2 separate regions of the Mus musculus genome follow, and region 2 is linked to region 1. The links are chromatin contacts, called in public HiChIP or PLAC-seq maps. All regions are on one chromosome and are shown on one strand. Each heading gives the region's core, a stretch centred on a gene start, on an enhancer-like site or on the middle of the called end of the contact. The rest is flanking DNA. Distances are from core to core; before and after follow the strand shown.

Evidence for each region. HiChIP or PLAC-seq counts read pairs in DNA pulled down with a chosen protein or histone mark.
Region 2: a contact with region 1 is called in an HNF4G HiChIP or PLAC-seq map of pancreatic cancer cells. The contact joins the enhancer-like site here to the promoter of Pepd in region 1. A contact is called at or near these places in 1 of 39 promoter capture datasets (macrophages), 1 of 15 datasets of contacts at CTCF or cohesin (the NIH/3T3 cell line), 2 of 484 Hi-C or Micro-C datasets (both in cerebral cortex), 4 of 115 datasets of contacts at active chromatin or transcription factors (embryonic stem cells and pancreatic cancer cells) and 2 of 9 other capture datasets (adipose tissue and pancreatic islet).

What each region holds. Positions count from the first base shown.
Region 1 is chr7:34,910,761-34,914,147 of GRCm38.p6, forward strand. Pepd (peptidase D) reads left to right here and starts at 1,647. Exons shown (of 15, transcript NM_008820.2): 1 at 1,647-1,694. The coding sequence starts at 1,678.
Region 2 is chr7:34,966,121-34,969,507 of GRCm38.p6, forward strand. Pepd (peptidase D) reads left to right here. Exons shown (of 15, transcript NM_008820.2): 8 at 3,385-3,387. Among named protein-coding and RNA genes, the nearest start is that of Gm35534, 22 kb to the right of the region's middle. Within about 2 kb of position 1,556, at least 31 of the 459 cell types and tissues checked have an H3K27ac peak or open chromatin away from gene starts, as enhancers often do. A contact at or near this core is called in pancreatic cancer cells, where this site is marked.

The DNA of each region.
Region 1 (3,387 bases), core at 397-2,896:
AGCCTTTGATGCGGAGTTGTGATACGTGGCAGGGCCATGATGGAGTCTGATAGAGAGCAGCGAGGGATGTGGTCAGGCTTGCTGGAGAGGGTCTTGAGCAAGAGTGGGGGAGGGGCCGGTCCTGCTGGAGCCTCTGATGGGGAGGGGCGGGGAGAGGCAGCAGGTGTCTGACACAGAAAAAAACCGACTGTCAGAGCAGACCCTGCCTCGAGGCCCACTGTGCAGATGGGCCTGGGTGGGCAGGAGCCGTGGGTAGTGCTTCCCGGTTAACACTACAGAAAGAGTGCTCCGTTCAATGGCTGGGTGTTCTCTGCCTCTCTTCTGTAAATATTTAGGATAATTACTTCTTTTACACATTAATAAGCATTAAGCTGGCAGTTGGTTTAATTTTGACATATTTTATGTCAAAAGAAGTGGGGCTGTGATTAGCTGGGGGCAGGCTTTCCTACTACAAACCTGCTCCTCCTCTGCTATTTTTAAAAAGGCGTCCCTTATTAGGGAGTCGAGACTCTTTAGCTGAAGATGGAGCTAATGCACTCTGTGTGTGTGTGTGTGTCCAAGTTCTCAAGAGTCTGTGTGAGGTCAGGCATGTTGCTTACCCTTCTGGACCTTAGTCTCCTCCTCTGTAAGATGGTGCTAAGACAGCACCTGCCTTCCTCATGGGGCTTTTGTGAGACCACTGTGAGCAGTGGTGCTAACATCTGCAAAGCACTTGAACCAGTGTCTTTAAGTGCTGAGAGTAAGGAGGGCAGTGCCTGCCTTCTGATGCTCATTTCTCTGTAGGACTCTCCTCTATCACCAGGGCTCAGCTCTGCTATTCCCCACCTCATCCTCCCCTCCCCTGCTCTGCCCCTGCCCCTGCTTCTCTTTCTTCAGCTCCTCCATCTTGCACTTGAGGAGGTTTGGACTAGAGCCTATTAGATTTAACTCTCCAACTTATATACAAGACCCTGAAGGCCTTGCTTATCTCTCAGCCAGAGACTTTCTCCCCAGACTCCCTTTCCTGAATGCTGGAGGCTTCTATTACTCCAGTTGTCCCAGCTCTCCATCATCTTTGGCCCTCCTCCCCATGGTTTCTTTTTTCTTTTTTCTTTACCATATGAATAAATATTTATTTATTTATTTTTTAAAATTAAAAAATTTTTATTAGATATTTTCTTCATTTACATTTCAAATGCTATCCCAAGAGTCCTCTATGCGCCCCCCCCCCCCGCTCCCCTACCAACCCACTCCCACTTCTTGGCCCTGGCGTTCTCCTGTACTGGGGCATATAAAGTTTGCAAGACCAAGGGGCCTCTATTCCCAATGATACAGAAGTGGATCCCCATGGTTTCTTTATTCTTGTATGTTCTTCTCGCGGGTGGGCGGCAACATACACACAAGGTCAGGGGCTAACCTAGAATCAATTGATCTCCTGTCTCAGGACACTTCTTCCCAAGAGGGAAAGCCTTCTGGGTTGCTGCTCAAGTTCCTTCTAGTTTCTTGTGGGAATCTGAGATGCTTAATCAGCTGCAGGACTCCTCCACTTAAGGGTGTGAAGTCCGGAGCTGGAGTGGGAGGGACTGAAGCCACCACGCCCATTAAAAATCCCGCCCTGGCCCCGCCCCGTCCTCCTCAGAGGAACCCTAGCTGGTTCAGCTGACGCTGCACTCCACGTGACGCTAGCGCCGAGTGAACATGGCGTCCACTGTGCGGTGAGTGCTGAGCTTGTCCCTTGCCCTGCCTGCGGCCCGCGTAGAGGTGGCCTGCCTCGGTATTCCTAGCTGAACAGTGGGTGACAGCCTCCGAGCTCTGACTGGAGTTGCTCTGTGGCCGCGGGCTGCGGGCTGCGCGCTTCTTCTCTGGGGCACCGGAACCGAGAGCCGGGCTGGGCGAGTGGTACCTGCAGAGCCCCTGCATGCTTGCGGCTGCCCACTGGCCCTCGTGGGGCGGGGGAGGGTGGCTTCCCTGGAGTCCCGAGTGTGGCAGCCTCACCGTAAGTGGCCGAAGTGGGAGCTTCACAAATCTGTTCACTGCCACGCCCCTCCGATGAGGTGGCCAGCCTGGTCTGGGCGCCAGGTTCCCAGGCGCTTCCTCAAAAGTGAGGGAAAGTGTGAGTAGTATTTGGAGTGGCCGTGGAATATCCGTTAATCAGGCCAGCACTTTCCTGATTCTTTCCTGGCCCAAACGTCAGCTCCTCTGAGACACCTTCCCTTAATTATCTGATCAATTCTATACTGCCTGACTTTCTGTATGTCAGTTGTCTCCTCACTAGCTCCGATGCAGGCTCCATGCAGGCCTCAGTAGCCCAGTGTATTGCTCCGCTTAGACTTGCCATAATTCTGTATGATTAAAGGGTCAGTGGTTCGGCTGGGAGGAAGTTTGGACAGATGGGCTCTATTCAGTGTCACGGAAGGACAGCTGATCAAAGGTTAAGAGATAAAGACTGAGAGAGTAGGGTACATCCCTGAACTAGTAGGTTTGGTGCTAGTGACTTCTCCAGACTTTGTCCTGGGGGAGCAAGAAGGATTGTCATCTGGAATCTGCTTTTTAAGAATTTTAGACAGGGTCTCACTATGTAGCGCATGCTGGCCTTGGGACTCAGATTCTTCCTGCTTTGCCCTTCAGAGTGCTGACAATCCAGGCACGATGGCACTACACCCTGCTTGAGATCTGTTATGTTTTGCTTTGCTTTGTTTGAAGACAGGGTTCCTCTGTGTAGCCCTGGCTGTCCTGGAAGTCACTCTGTAGATCAGGCTGGCCTCGAATTTGGAGATCCACCTGCCTCTGCCTCCCAAGTGCTGGGATTAAAGGGGTGTGTCACTACTACTTGGCTTTTTTTTTTTTTTTTAGGTATTTTCCTCATTTACCACTTGGCTTCTTAAAGAGTTCCCCCCCCCCAACCCCCACCCCCGATAGCATGAGCTGTGGTTTCAGCGGAAGAGGGTGTGGACCTGGTGGTAGGGGATGTTAGGAAGGGTAGGGGTAGAAGAGTGCAGTTCTCCACAGACTGAGTTCAGAACTGAGGCGAGTATGGTAAAAACTAGTGGAGCAAATGCATCTCTCCATATACAACGAGGGCAGTGGAAACAGTGCCATCTTAGTTAGCTTCCAAGGTTGGAAGAGCTTGGGACATAGCAATCATGTAGTGACTACCAGCGGTTTTCTAGGAACAACACTGGGCCATGAAAGCTAATGGACAGGTGGGATCTGTCATCGAACTCTGTGCCATCTAACTCTGTCATCTAACTCTGATCTTGGTCTGTGCCAATACGAGGCATGCGTTTTAGGATCATGGGATGATCTTTGCACTCGGTGATCTTTGGGTGAACTTGGAACACTGAGACACACTTAAGTTGGAGCGTCCTGATAGGTCTCCAGGAGGCCAGGACCAGAACTGTGAACCCA
Region 2 (3,387 bases), core at 306-2,805, 55 kb after region 1:
ACAATTATAAACAGGAGTTTCCCCAGTTGTCCTTGACACATCCAGTGTGGTTCCCATGTTTTCCCTGGATGTAGAGACATTTACTTACAAATGATAGTTGTCAGCTTTCTGCCGCCATGACAAAATCCCTGAGACATCCAGAGTAGAGGAGGGATGGTCCCTCTACGAGGACAGTTCAGGTCCAGATGACAGCCCTGCCCTCTGAGAAGGGTAACTGCTGTGCTGTAAAGCGATCTAGCTTCTGGATTGTGTTGGAGCATTTCGTGTGCCCCTTCACATCCATGTCTCCTGTTGACTAGAACTCAGACCCACCAGCACTGTGTAGGACATGTGCCATTATTAGGATGCAAATAGTTCTGATTTGACCTACCCTGCCCATGACGCTAAATCCATCATGAGACTCCAGCTCCCCCTTACACAGGAAGGAAATGTGTGCCGTTGGGTACTTGGGAAGTCACTGCAGTTTCTGTGCCTCTGTTTAATCCAGAGTTTCATTTGCCTTTTTCTTCTCTTATGGATAGGACTTCACGCCTCATTTACCACATCATTGAGCATTCTTAAGTGTCTTGCGTGTCTGTGTGGAAATGAACCCATCCAATTCTCGTGGATGTTCTCAAAGCCACATACTTTGAACACTGATTTTTTTTTTTTTACAGTTTATTTCCTTGACTTGCTGACCGCCTTACCTTCTGCTGCTTTTAATTATACTTTCAGACCAATGCCACGCTCTAAAAATATCCCAGGGGCTGGAGAGATGGCTCAGTGGTCAAGGATGCATACTATTGCAGAGGAGCTGAGTTTCCAGCACCCACATGGTGGTTCACAACCACCTGTGACTCCAGCCAGGTGGATCTAACATCCGCTTCTGGTCTCCATCTGCAGTGACACCTACATGCACAAACCCACACACAGATGTTCTCATAATTTAATATAATAAAAATTAATCTTAAAGGCACCTCATATCCATTCATTATCTTTTCTGCTGGCCTATGCCTGGAACTATTTCTCTCATTCCTGAGCTTTTGAATGGTTAACCATGACCCTCTGCTGTTGGATTTGATCATTAATTTGGGTGTAGAGTTCTGGTTTTGTGTGAAGTGTAAGGAGAACGGAGTTCTTGAAGCACAATGGGTCATGCAGTGTTCGATACTGTTTTGGCTAAGTCTCAGTTTGCCTGACTACAAAATGGGAATGAAGTGCCTTTTCAGGCTCTGTTCCTAGGGAAACTATCTCTGAGATAAATGATCAGGAAGTGTACTGAAAAAGGCCTGTGGTGAAGAAGCAGGCCTGACTGGGCTGCAGACACATCCATACCTCAGCTGGTCCCACCAGCAACATCCCAAGTGATGCGAGGATCAGCGAGACTCCTGGAGAGGACTGGTTGGCTCCCACTTCTTTCATCTCTTGAGAAATGAGTGCCTTGGTGCCTGAGTGGGTGAGTTAGGGCAAAGCAGCCAATAGCTGTTGCCATTCCTGGAACCTACAGCAGAGAGACCGTGGCAAATGGTAATTGAAGAAGAAAGGAGGCTATGTTTATTTTCTGAGGTGTGTTCAGCTTTATGAGTGGGACTGGTGGAATGCAAACATTCCAGTGTTTGACAATGCAGTCATCCCCCATTTCCATGGGTTTAGTCAGCCACAATAGGGAAGACATTCCAGAACTTTCTAAAAATCAATGCTTGAATCCACCAAGCACTGAGCACCATGCTAAATCTACCTGAAGGAAGTGGACAGGAACTCTGTTGTCTAGCCTCTGCTATCCCTCGGGCCCTCAGTCCTGCCTCAGTGCTGGTTTCTGTATATCATCCACTCCACATATAGTCTGTGTGCTCTATAGCGGGTCCTGTGGTGGCTGTGCCAGTCACTTTGCATCTGTACCTCTCAAAGCCACTGAGGCGGTCAGGAGGAGGGTTTGTTCTGGTTCACAATTACATCCATAGGTGTTTGGCCCTATGATACTCCTGGTCAGAGTATCGTAGCTGCAGGAACATGTGTCAGAAGAGAGCTGTTCACTCCCTGGCTAATCAGGAAGCAGAGAGAGCTGACAGGAAGTGGAGGCATATTTTAAGGTTCCATCCCAGTGACTTCCATTTAGTCCCTACTTAAAATTCCAGAATCTCCCCAAACCGTACCCCCATCTGGGGAGCAAGTAATCAAAACATGAGCCCCCAAGGACTTCCGCAGAATTAAACCACAATGTAGTATACATGCAGAGCCCCATTTTCTTGTCATTTCTTCTTGAACAACACAGTAATCCTCACACCGCATTCCCTTTGTGTTGGGTATGGTAAGTCATCTAGAAAGGATTCTAAGTACAGGAGTGTGTGTGCAGTTTGTGGATTTGGGTGTAGTGGGGGATGGGGGGGGTCCCAGAAGCAATCAATCACTTGTGCTACTGAGGGTTGGGAGTTCTATTTCGATGCAGATTAAGGCTGCTCATCTAAGGCTTCAAGGCAAGCAGTGTAGGTCAGCTAACAGCTCCAAGCTTTACTCTCTCCTCATGGGCCAGACACAGCTCTCCCAGGTGCCTGGCACTGCTCCCTTTAAAGTGCCAGGACTTTGCTGGGCACACACATTGTAGAGAGTCAAGGCCAAAGGCCTGAGTCAAGTGGTACACTTGGGCTGTTCCAAGGGCTAGAACTCGGGAGGATACAAGAAGTACTGTCCTTAGGGTTTCTATTGCTGTGAAGTGACACCATAAGCAGGACAGCCCTTATAAAGGACTACATTTAATTGGGCTGGCTTACATTGTCAGAGGTTAAGTCCGTTGTGGCAGGGAGCATGGCAGTGTGCTGCAGTCTCTTAATCTGAAGGCAGCAGGCAGAGACAGTGAGCCACTAGGCCTGGGCTTGAGCTTCTGAGAGCTAAAAGCCCACCTCCTAGTTATGCACTTCCTCTAACAAGACCACACCTATTCCAACAAGGCCACAATCCTAGAAGTGCCACTCCTTATAGACCTATGGGGGCCATTTTCATTCAAACCACTACAGGTAACATCAGCCAATGGGGCAGATTCCTGGATGCCAGCAGTACACCTTAAGGCCCAACCCATCTGCCATGTAGATCCAATTCTGCTCTGTGACTCAGGAAACTGGGGCTCAAGCAGGCAGGGTGTGTCTGGCCACCAAGGTGGGGGCCCCTAGCAGCTGCCAGCTGTCTATCATTGCTGTAGGCTATCTGCCTTCCTGCAGCTGGTGCTAGGACAAGGGGCAACTGCTCCATTCCCCTGACCACAGGGCTTCTAGATAGCTCAGGATTGCACGTTGCCATGGGTGTTGGGCTTCTCTGGCCTAGTTCTCAAGAATGGTGGTCAGTCTCTGTGGGGAAGTCTTCTTGGCCCTGCCAGATCACTGAGTTGGCCCTGTCTTTCTCTTCTCTCTGCAGCCG